Regions from separate parts of the Canis lupus genome. Here all the other regions are linked to region 2. The links are chromatin contacts, called in public Hi-C maps. All regions are on one chromosome and are shown on one strand. Each heading gives the region's core, a stretch centred on a gene start, on an enhancer-like site or on the middle of the called end of the contact. The rest is flanking DNA. Distances are from core to core; before and after follow the strand shown.

The links. A called contact is a pair of places that touch in the nucleus more often than the background predicts.
Region 1: a Hi-C map of amygdala shows a contact between it and region 2, with 6 times the contacts expected there. The contact joins the enhancer-like site here to the promoter of MLLT3 in region 2. A contact is called at or near these places in 2 of 9 Hi-C or Micro-C datasets (amygdala and skin fibroblasts).
Region 3: a contact with region 2 is called in a Hi-C map of blood, with 2.7 times the contacts expected there. The contact joins the enhancer-like site here to the promoter of MLLT3 in region 2. A contact is called at or near these places in 3 of 9 Hi-C or Micro-C datasets (amygdala and blood).

The regions. Positions count from the first base shown.
Region 1 is chr11:39,993,475-39,997,297 of UU_Cfam_GSD_1.0, forward strand. MLLT3 (protein AF-9) reads right to left here. Exons shown (of 11, transcript XM_038552508.1): 9 at 348-419. Among named protein-coding and RNA genes, the nearest start is that of MLLT3, 270 kb to the right of the region's middle. Within about 2 kb of position 2,432, at least 3 of the 20 cell types and tissues checked have an H3K27ac peak or open chromatin away from gene starts, as enhancers often do.
Region 2 is chr11:40,258,405-40,262,649 of UU_Cfam_GSD_1.0, forward strand. MLLT3 (protein AF-9) reads right to left here and starts at 2,601. Exons shown (of 11, transcript XM_038552508.1): 1 at 2,311-2,601; 2 at 685-865. The coding sequence starts at 2,322.
Region 3 is chr11:40,770,029-40,774,069 of UU_Cfam_GSD_1.0, forward strand. No RefSeq gene overlaps it. Among named protein-coding and RNA genes, the nearest start is that of IFNA5, 16 kb to the right of the region's middle. Within about 2 kb of position 1,648, at least 2 of the 20 cell types and tissues checked have an H3K27ac peak or open chromatin away from gene starts, as enhancers often do. A contact at or near this core is called in blood, where this site is marked.

The DNA.
Region 1 (3,823 bases), core at 1,182-3,681, 270 kb before region 2:
GGAAGGCATACTACACCAGGATCAGGCGTCCCTGCTCACTTATGGCTGAGATTCCTCAATCCTCTACCTTTAATGTGATTTTCTGAGGTCCCAACTCAATGTGCCTGAAACCCTTGGCAATGCGAGCTTCATGGCAAAAGGCAGCCTAAGGGCCCAGAGTAACACTGAAGACATAAGCGAGATTTGGAGAACAAACTACAGAGCACCAAGAAGGTTCACCATTTGGGGGTGTGGGGCACCTCTGATGAAGACAGGGAAGGGGAGCCATCAAGGATGGTCAAAGGAAACACAAGGAGAGGGCAGCCAGTCCATGCTGCAGCAGTCTCGGGAACACCCTGGAAACCTACCTTGTCACATTCACCATTCTTTATTTGCTTATCTGATTTGCTTTGCTTTATTGGACTTTTCACTTCAAGAATCTAGGGATCAAAGAAAACACTGTTAAATTTGATTTCAGGCACTTCGTAGCAAACCGGCCCCCTAAACAAAGGCACTTATGCATGAAATGTCATACAATGATATCAGTTTCCAAACAGCACTTCTCGTCTATACATTTTCTTTCTTCTCTTCTAATCTCACTCTTTCTTGGAAAATAAAGAACTTCTATCTGAAATGCTGAGTCAGGGCAATAGACTTAAAAAAAAAAAAAAAAAAGAAGTTGACGATAAGAAAATTGATCTAAGCTTCCAAGGCTGCTGCTTTTTTGTGACAACACTCTCACACATATGCACAGCAGCTGAGTTATACTGTATTATAGTCCCCTCTGGCAAGAATTTTTTCTTATTTATTCTGCTGTTTCAGCATGACAACCAGTGCTCAGCATGCTAGGGATGATAGAGCAAATACTCCAATACCCTTTTTAGTACCTGACTTTCAGATTCTAAAAATTACTCATACCCACTAAATGGATGCAGCTTTGGAAATGAAGATGGCCATCAGCTACACTGCTCCCAACTTGGGATCCTCCAACTTAAGAAATAAAGAGGCAGGACTATCTTCCATGGTTCAAGAATTTTGTGTTTATAGCCATGATAAAAAAAACCAAGGGTCTGTCCTTTCATCTGAACTGATCACAGCTTTGAGATGAATAGTAGTTTGCATACTGTTTAGAGGCTTCCATTGGGGAGCTAGGTTTCTAATGACGAAGAAGGAAAAACAAATTATTATTTAATAAATACAGTTGGTTTATTAGAGTCCTCAAAATTGAGGATCATAAGGGAAATATTTTTAAATGAGCCTTGTTTAAAATCGCTGAGATCCACTGAATTTATTGATGAGTGTTTACAAATGTATATAAACATAAAAAGCAGAGTAATTTGTCTTTTTCATGATAACCTCATTACCAACTGAGTTATAATCGGAAGCTAATATTAAGGAGGAAAATGCCAAATAAAAGATATATTTAAGAAGTCTCATATTCCTACTGCTTGTCTTTGTCCATTCTCTGGTCTCACACTCACACACTCACTCATACACACACCATCCTGTTCAAAAGTCTATCATATTCCATAACACAAAAGTGATTTTAAAATGAGCCCACTCTTTGTTTGTTGTGGAGAAAGCCCTAATTGGGCTCAGAAAACTAAGTTCAGGTTTTAGCTCTATTATTTAACATTTTTTGGATCTCAAAAAGAAAAAAAGAAGAGAGATGAAATATAGGAAATGAACAAGATAATGTCCAGATTTCCATTCAGCTATAAAATGTTACACTACCAACAAACATTTTACCTGTTGGTATAGGACCGTGACATTCTGGAGAAGACCAAATACTTCTAAAAGGGTATATTTTCCTTTGAATTTAGAATAATGCATGGGTAAGAAGTGAGCTTCAATAGAGTCGTTCCTGAGAAAGCCTCTATTTCTTCATTTTTAACATTAAGATAACCAGATGACCAATCTGACCAGGCTCGCTCACTTAAAATACAATACTTTGGGCAACACAAGGAAATTACTTAATCGCTGGGGCAAGGCAATCGTTTTTAACGTGTCGCACTGTAAAGGAAACCCAACACTCCCCTACGTTCAGAATTTCCTTCTCTATTGTTGTTGGAAATGAGACCTCAAGGGGAAACTCCGAGCTCAGAGACCTAGGAATAAGTAGGTCAGTAGATGGCACTCCTCGCCAACTCAGACAAGCGGTTGGGCAAAGCAAGACAATCTGCTGAGATTCCAGGCCAGAGAGAAAAACAGCGCCTGTACGCTTGCCTTGTGCATTAGAAAACTAAATTGTATTGCCATCATATCCCACTCTGCACCCCCTTGCCATTCCCCAAGTCACTGCACTCCGGGGGATCAAAGTGACTAAGGATTCTGTATTTGTAAGCAACTTTGCTAACTAGGTTTAGAGTTCTACCACCACTTCAGAGCAGAAAATAGAACATTCGGGGCACTTAAGTCCCACCCTACACATTCCGTAAGTGCTACAGCACAGAAGGCCAAACTACATTGAAATCCTAGTTTCTTTCTTCTGAAGCTGCAGTGGCAGGAACAAAAGCTCCGGGTGTCAGTGATCCGCCTCAAGTTACTGAGTGGCTGCCCAGAGAGGGCTCAGTTAATCTTCCTTCTTTGATCTCTCCCTGCTCCAAAATAAACAGCTTTGTCAAAACCTCATTCTGGGAGAGCTGAGCCATGTTGAAGACAATTGTTTTATTTATGATCATTTCTTATCTTTAAGGAAACGACTCCAGAATTTAAAACTACAGCACCTTGTCTTCCATGAGCTTATTTCAAACCAGTTCAACTGGATAGACTCTTTAATTTCATTCCACATGCCTTGCAGGCTGATAGGTAATTTATGATATTCTGAATATTAACTTGGGTACAATGGATCACTTCCTTCCCTCAAGGCCTGTCGCCCCCAACCCCTTTTCTCCTCATACTTTCGGCCAAAAGGGATCTGGAATTTTGATTTTGTTTGAAACTCAGGTAAGGGAGGTTTGAAGTTTAATAATAATACAGACAGACAGACAGACAGACACACACACACACACACACACACTCCTCTGGTTAAAATGGCACAGCACTCACTATTATTCCCTATTAAGCTTTACTGAAGGCAACAACTACCCAGATGGCCAAGATGCACCATTTATATCCATGGTCATCCGCTAAAACAGAACTCAGATTAGTTGCACCTCAATCCTTAATCTGAGGATATGGTTTAGAATCAAACGTTTAAGATTATTTTTCTGTATCTCTTTGTGAGGACTGACAACTCAATTATTCAGCAGCCTGGATTCTCTACTGATGGGCCTTTCATGTTAATGATCCAGTAGCTCCTAACAATACTCAGGTTAATTACTAGCTTTGTTGACATGTGCCTGCCTCTGTCTGTTCACTGTTTTTCCCAAAGTTAGAAAATGTCTGATTCAATTAGCACTTTCTCTCTTCCCTCGTCCCTGGAATATTTGAGAACGAGGAAGGAAAACTCGGCTTTGCCTCGAAATTTACAAAAATTTCAGAGATCATTATCAATTTGCAGACAGAGAGCAACCAAGGAAACTCCTACGAAGAAGGTCTGTGAAACAGGAAGTCTGTTTTCATTGATTTTATTTGATGTGAAATATCAAATTCTCACACATACAGTCAAATGAATACTGAAAATGCATTCTAGGGTGAAATTCAGGGGGCTTTGATATTTTTAAGAAATTCTTACTCTTTCACTTCACTGGCATGAAGAACCAAGGAAGATTAGCAATTTTTTAAGAAGTCCTAGAACACGGATTTAAAGGGATATAGCAACACACCTGACCTGATGCAGGTAACTTGAGGGGTTAAGAAACCAATACAAAGTTTTAAAAACCTTTTCTTGCTCTCTCAGTTC
Region 2 (4,245 bases), core at 1,351-3,850:
AAGGGGCCATCAAGTGCCACCGGGGACTAGGGACGAGGAAGCCCCCAGACCAAACATAAAATGCTGACGGTGCCGGGTGGGGGTGGGGGTGGCTAACCCACAAAAAAGGAAAATCTGTGACAACTGGCACCCCAGTGCCTGATACACAGAAAGGAAGGCAGAGAAGACCCTCAAGAGAGGCGACTTCTCGAGACGGAACAATAACTACATCCCATGCATTCCTTGCTAATAACACAGGTAAATCTCAATTTCTCCGAGGGGGGGGGGGAGAAAAATAAAAGGGGGGGGCGCGAGCTGTTTATTCCCTCCAGCCCCACCCCACCCCCACCCCCTCATCCGACACCTCCAAACCCAACAACTAATTGCACCTTCCCCGCAGAACCCGCGGCTAACCCCAGAGGACCGGTGAGGGCAGGCTTGGGATGAATAAACACACTCGACACCTGACGGTCCTTTCTCTGCGGTGACTTTCCCGAAGCCGGAGTGGCGCGCGCGCGGGCGGGAGCCCGGACCTGGCCAGCGCGGCGCCGCGCACCCCGGTCCCGAGGCGACGCCGGGGAGCGCGGGGAGCGCGGGGGGGCGGGGAGAGGGGCAGGGGGACCGCCCGGGCCAAGCGATTGTTTCCTCCGCGAGCAAAGACATTTTTTTTTTTTTAATCAAGCTCCTTTTGTATTCGAGCCCTACCTCTTTTTGGCCTAGGAAAGCTTTCGTGCAAGTGGAAGACGACTTTCTCCACAAAGTGCTGTATGTTACTGTGCTCCGGGCCGCGCACGAACACCATCCAGTCGTGGGTGAAGCCCTCCACGGTGGGTTTCTTCCTCACCTGGGCGCGGTGCCCCAGCTCCAGCTTCACCTGCACGGCACACTGCGGGCAAGGGGGAGGAGAGACAGCCGTGAACAACAGGAAGGCGACCGTTCGACACTGAACATTGCGCCTGACATTTTTTTTCCTCCTCCTTGAAACGCACATAAAAGGAAACGGCGGTGCCCTGTGCATCCACGTTTCACGCGCGTGGGCGCGCACACCGCACGCCCCCCAAATACACCCCGCCCGGCCCGCCGGGCGCCCGGGGCCCCGCAGCCACAACCGCAGGGATTGTAACGGAATGTTGCCCCCAATCGGGAAGGGGGTCCGGGGCTCGGGGAGGGGGGGGACGGAGAGCACGCTCAGCCCCTACAAGCACGACAACAAATGCATCGGAAACAAATTAGAAGACAATTAGGAGGCGATGCCGGGGCGGTTTCCCGGCGTGGGAAGGGAGGTGGCGGGGGCCCTGAGCGCGGGGTTCTGGGGAGCCCCCTCCCTGAAAGTACCGCGGCGACAGCACACGCCGAGCAAGTCTTTGTGTACGTGTGTGTGTGCGTGCGTGTGGAGCGCTGTGCCAGGCGGAATGGAAACTACAGGCAGCCTCTGCTGATGGGCACAAACTCCCGTGCTCCTAGCACCGGGTCCGTGCACAACAAAAATGAGACGTCGTCACACACACACACGCACACACACACACACGCACACACGCCCGCAAGAAAACACGCCGAGGCATCCATAACTTAGGGCACCCCGCACCCCCCGGCGAAAAGCCCCCCGCGATCGGCGAGGCCAGCCTACAGAGCCCCCGAAACACACTTCCAAGAGGCCAAAGTGGCCCCAAAGTAGCTCCCACCTCTCCCCCCCAAAAAAAGGAATTAAACCCAGAAAAGCAGGGGCGGCGGGCGGACAGCCGCCGAGGCTCGACTGCGCGCAGCCCGGCGCGGGGGCAAAGTTGCGAGCCGCCCCGCCGCTGTCAGCCCGCACACTCCGGCTCACACGCGCGCGCCGCGGAGAACGCACCATCGTAGCGGCCGCCGAGGCTGCTCGCCGCGTCCCCGGACCGTGCCCGCCGCTCCCGGCGGCGGCGGAGGCTGAAATATGGCTGAGTTATTATTCGCCTCCTTCCACCGTGTGAGTGTGTGTGTGTGAGTGCGCGCGTGTGAGCGAGAGTGCGCTTCTTGCGATTGCAAAGAGAGGCGAGGAGCGAGGGAGGCGCGGGGGGGGGGGGCGGAGGGGCGAGTGTGTGAGTGAGTGTGTGTGTGTGTGTGTGTGTGTGTGTGCGCGCGCCCGGGGGGGGCGGGGGGAGGGAGGGGGGGGAGGGAGGGAGGGGAGCGGAGGCTGAGGGAGAGGCGGCAGCTCCCTGCAAGCCGTACCAACCTTTCTCTAATTGGAACCGCGGAGCGCTGGCGCTGTCTGGGCTGCGGCGGCGGCGGCGGCGCAGGGCGAGGGAGGAAAGGCGGGGAGGGGGGTGGCCTTTTATTATTATTTTTGCATGTACTTACCGAGCTAGCCATGCCTGGGGGCCCGGAGGTTTGCTGGGGTGTTGTGTGGTACCCCCCTCCCCCGCCCCCCTCAGCTGTAATTCATGAAGAGGCTGCTATGAATGAGAGCGCGCCCGGGAGCGGAGGGTAGATGGCGGACATTCTCTGCCTTTTTCCCCCCGCGTTCGCTTGCTCGCTCGCTCGCTCGCTTATTAAACTCAGCCCCAAAAGCAAAAGCAGCAGCAGCAGCAGCAGCAGCTCCAGGGCCGGAGGATGAGATTCCGGAGCATGCGCCGTGGCGCCTGACACCGGGGCTCCGAGGCTCACGGGGCGGAGGGAGGGCGCGCGGGCGGGGCGGAGCGCGCGGGGAGGCCGAGCGAGCGAGCCAGGGGGAGCTCGAAGGAGCCAATCACCGGCCACCTCCCGAAGCCCCGGCGGCCCGCACCGCCACACTGGAACGCCCCGCTTAAAGTAACAGGTTCCTACTGGGCAGGGTGCGGGGGGTGGGGAGGGGGGCGGAGGGGGGAGGTGGGGCGGAGGGCGGGGAAGGGGCGCTGCAGTGGGGAGAGCGGCCAGCCGGGGAGCCATCCCAGCCCCTGTGTAAACTCCTCTCGCCCTACAATAAAAAACGGATTAAAACTGCTGGAATGTAGCCACTGCCTGGAGCCCCCAGCAGCCCGAGAAGGGGTGTTAAATCGAGTCTTCGGCGTTAGCACGCACGGGCGGGGGGGGGTGGGGTGGGGGGAGGAGGGAGGGGGCTTTCTTTTACTTTCCACCCCGTCTTTTTTGTGGTTTTGTGCTGAAAAGGCAAGAACTCACGCCCAAACAAACTTATTTAAGGACGGAGCGAGAGCAATGCCGCTCTACAAACAGACATCAAAAAGCAGAGGCTGAGACGGCTCTAACCGGCACCAACCCCGCGGCCCCCTTCCCCATCCACTCACAGGCACCCGCCCACTGGCCCCACTCCCCGCCCTTCTGCCGCCGCCACGGAAAATTCAAAAATGAAATGAACACAAATGCCATTTCCTTCCAAGGGAACTCCTCCCGCTTTGGTAATCCCCGGCTGGGAGGCAGCACACAGCGGCGCCCAGGTGGAGGTGAGACACCTGGGAGTACCGGGAGCAGACCGACAGGGATGAGGCTTGGAGGAGTCCGCGTCGGCGGGAGTCCCCTCCTGACAGCCCGCCGGGTTGCACCAGAGCGCGGAGCATTGTCCTCGAAGGACACGCGAGGCAACTGGGAGTCTTAAAATAGCAGATAAAGTTAATACTGGCTGTAATGTGCATAAATTGGATTATAATCTTTAGGCGTATTGGTGACAGCCGGCGTAATCCAACTCTGGGTATTAATCCGGTTAGGCTCCCGGGTGACAACCAGCCGCAAGGGTGTCCGCAGAGTCGCGCTCCCGCAAGCCGTCCCACTCGGGGCGTACTGGGTCTCGGTGGCCGCGGAGGCAGCCGCGCAGCCACGCGTGGGGCAGGGGGAGGAGTACTGACTAGCTTCCTTCAGCAACGCGGACAACCTTCACAAAGGAAACGGATAAGATCTAGACGATTGATTTGAAAGTGAAAGATGGGTGTGACTCCGGTTCGTTAGAGAAAGATCCTTGCATCTTCCTAGCCCTCTTCCTTTTGCGCCGTCTTTGTCTGTTTTCTTTCTTCTTTTTCCCTCGGCTCCCAGTTTCTTCCTGAATCTTTCCTTTGGTTTCATCTCTTCTCCCTGCCTCCTTCTTTATTTGCCTCTTTTCCTCTTTTCTGGCTCAACTTTCTGGCTCTCTTCTTCTTTTCTTTCTCAAAACCACGAAAGCAAGATGTCTCAGCTCTGGGATTAAAGAGAGCGGTATGGAGGGAAGGAGGGTACCTGGGGCATCCAGAGTCCTGGCTGCTAGTTTTCAGTTCTCCCAGCTGCTCACCGAAAGAGAACCTGAATCAGATCACAGCACTTTGGGCCAAC
Region 3 (4,041 bases), core at 398-2,897, 510 kb after region 2:
TGAGTAATGAAGGAGAGTTCCATTTGCTCGCCATCCTCTCCAACACTCAGGATGGTCAGTCTTTTTAATTTTAACTATTTTCATCAGTATGTAGTGGTGTATAAGTGTGTAAAATGTCATCTTCAAAATGACTAATGATTTTTTTTGACTAATGATTTTGAACATCTTTTAATATTTTTGTTTGTCACCTGTATATTTCTTTGGTAAAGTGTTTATAAAAATCTGTTCTAAGATATTTGACAGAAAGATTTTTTATTTTTATTTTTTTAAGAATTTAAAGCATATGCATTCTCTAGCTCCATCTTTTTTTCTGGATTGTGAGCTGACTCACACCCATAGTCTGGACAATGGGGATATCGTGTTTCTCCACCAAAAGCTGAGTGTTTCTTGTCTGTGATTCTTGGAGGATGGATCTGACTAGTCCCTGAGATACTGGCCAGCTCCAGGGACCCCACACCCTGTTGTCTTTCCTGAGACATTTCTGCAGAACCTGCAGTACAAAGGGCTCGGAGATGAAACCTTCTGGTAGAAATTCCACATTGGACATGGTCAGTAGTTGGAGATGAACTTGGGTCAAAAGATATTTATTATTTATTTATTTATTTATTTATTTATTTATTTATTAAGATTTTATTCATTTACTCATGAGAGACACAGATAGAGAGTGAGGCAGAGACACAGGCAGAGCCCGATGTGGGACTTGATCCCAGATCTCCAAGATCAAGCTCTGGGCTGAAGGCAGGCGCTAAACTGCTGAGCCACCCAGGGATCCCGGGTCAAAAGATATTTAGAAGAAAACTTCTTTTTTTTTTAAAAATTTTATTTATTATTTATGATAGTCACACGGGGAGAGAGAGAGAGAGAGAGAGAAAGAGAGCAGAGACACAGGCAGAGGGAGAAGCAGACTCCATGCACCGGGAGCCCGACCTGGGATTCGATCCCGGGTCTCCAGGATCGCGCCCTGGGCCAAAGGCAGGCGCCAAACCGCTGCGCCACCCAGGGATCCCAAGAAAACTTCCTGGAAGTGAGATTCCAAGGCTGGATATGAACAGTTGCTTTCAATAGTGTTCATTCTTTTTAGATTACACATATAAGTGAGATCCACATAATATTTGTCATTTTTAAAAAATATTTTATTTATTATTATTTTATTAATTATTTATTTAGAGATTGAGTGCAAATGGGGAGCAGTGGCAGAGGGAGAGAGAGAGAATCTCCAGCAGACTTTGCACTGAGTGTGGAGCCCAACACAGGGCTCAATCTCACCGGCCCTGAGATCATGACCTGAGCTGAAATCAAGAGTTGATGGCTTAACTGACTGAGCCACCCAGGCACCCCAGTATCTATCTTTCTTTAATACCGTAAGAATTCTGGGGGTCCATGCTGCCTCTAAACATTCAGTACAGAGAAAAGGCACTTTTAGAACTTCTTATAGATTTAACACCAAACACATGGAACAAGCTTAGCTGGGCTCACTGAAGGTAGGGGACCATTACACATTTAATACTGGTCTCTATTTACTACCATCCTCTGTGAAATGGATAAGAAAATAATAGGCCCTATTCTGTCCTGAGATCACATTTGACTCCTCCTCACCAGCTGTGGTTCTTCGGTAAAAACTTTGCCATCTCAAAACCTTACACTTCCTCATAGTGTTCTGAGCTGCACATGAGGGAATGTACACCGGAAAAGTAGGTGTGCAACCATATGCAAAGTGCTATGTGGAAGTCAGTGGTTATTCTTCAACACATCTCATTTTATTGTTTTGGACTGTGCCCCAGCTTGCCCTGGTAGTTTGCACCATATTTTTAGTGGCTAAGGAATGTGTTTCTGGAGCTAGACTTTGAGGGTCAAATCCCAGCTCTACTAACCACGATTAGCAGAACTTTTGCAAATATCATAAACACTACGTTCTCTAGCTTCCTCATATTTAATATGAGGGAAAATAATGGTATTTTTTCAAGGATTAGCATATGAAATGAGTAAATACAGATGAAGGGCATAAAAGTATGCAGCAGATTGGAGGATGCCAGAGGTTGGGGGGTGGATGAGCAAGTGGTGAAGGTGGCCAAAGGTACAAACTTCTAGTTATATGATAAATCAGTACTGGGGATGTAATGTGCAGCATGATGTCTATAGTTAACAGTATCATATTATACATTTGAAAGTTGCTTATAGGGTAGATCTTAAAAGTTTCCATCAGAGGAAAAAAAATTATGACCATTTGAGGTGGTAGATGTTAACTAAATTTAGTAATCATTTATATATATGTACAATCATTTATACATATATATAATCATTATGTTGTACACTTTAAATTAATATAATGTTATATGTCAATTATATCTTAGTAAAACAGAGGGGAATCCTTTGGGGTCTTGAATATATTCATGCTAGTAACAAAAGATTTGCTCATAACCTAGATAAGATTTGCTTGGGGCACCTGGGTGGCTCAGTGGTTGAGTGTCTGCCTTTGGCTCAGGGCATGATCCTGGGATCCTGGGATCGAGTTTCGCATTGGGCTCCCTGCTAGAAGCGTGCTTCTCCCTCTGCCTATGTCTCTGCCTCTCTCTCTGTGTCTCTCATGAATAAATAAAATCTTAAAAAAAAAAGATTTGCTCATAACCTAGATAAATGCTGTAGGAGAATGAGGAGAACTGGGGGAAGGTGTGGCATGAGGCACACAGGAAGGAAGACAGAGGCTTTCTGGGAATTCAGGGCTCCAGGAGGGGTGACTTGTGGGCATGTGACTATCCTAATTGCTACAGTCATCTGAAATGGATGGATGGACATTCACTCAGTTCTGCCGGGCATAAGAGTCTCCATCAGCACACCTGGACTCAACCCCTGGCTCAGCCAACCACTTGCTGTGCACTGGATGGATCATTTCATCTCTTGGGATTCTGCTTGATTCATTTATAGGTGGATTTGCTAGCATTAATGTTTCGGCAAATTGACAGGGCCATGTAATAAGACAATATTTATTTACCTTGTAGATGACATGTAAATGGCCAAATAAATTTTTGTTTCTTTTCCCTATTTTCTCACCTGGCTGAACTCTCTTCTTTTTGATACCAATCTAGCAGGGTAGGCATCAATGAGGTTACTCACTTTTAAAAGAGAAATGGACTGAAAAATAAAAATTTATTCTAAAGCCGTATTAGTGTTGAGGGTCTTCATATGTCTTGCATGACTGGTGATAAGGTGTAGCTTAGACAGATTCAATATGGCTAAAAGGACACCAGTTATACATTCAGAACTGGCTGTGAGTCCTATCCCTGCCACAGCCTAGATGAGTGTCTTCAAAGATATCACTTCCTAACTTTGATCTGAATATTATTCCTCATAGAAGCTCTGATAAGGTTCTGGATGAGAGAAAACTTTGCAAAATTCTGCCCAATGATGAGTGTTTTTTTTTTTTTAAGATTTTATTTATTTATTCATTATAGACACCCACAAAGAGGCAGAGACATAGGCAGAGGGAGAAGTGGGCTTCCCATGGGGAGCCCAGTGTGGGACTTGATTCCAGAATCCCGGGGTCACTACCTGAGCCAAAGGCAGATGCTCAACCACTGAGCCACCCAGGTACTCCGGATGAGTGGGTTTTATGATTAGGTAGGAATCCAGTGGGCTGAGGAACTCACAACACAATGGTTTGCTGACATAATCTGCATGGTAGCTGAACATACTTCTCCCAGAGGATCCTCACCTGGTGGGGTGCCATACAGCCTTCTACTGAGAGAGGCCATCTTTGTCTAGCCTAAGCTAAGAATTTGTATCTCTGAGGCTGGGATGAGAAGAGTTTCATGAATGAGTAACACGCCCTTTCTTCCACAGTTCTAACATGTATTCAGATTCATTTAAGGATTTTATCAGACTTCCATTTTCAGATGGGACTCGTATAGCAGATGAGGAGCAGGAACACAATGATACTTCTAGCTTGGAAGATGGCACGGTGATTTTGCCTCTAACCCTCTGAGTGACATCAAGAGGAGAAATATCATTAGGCTTTTATTTTGTCACACTTGGAATGTATTAATG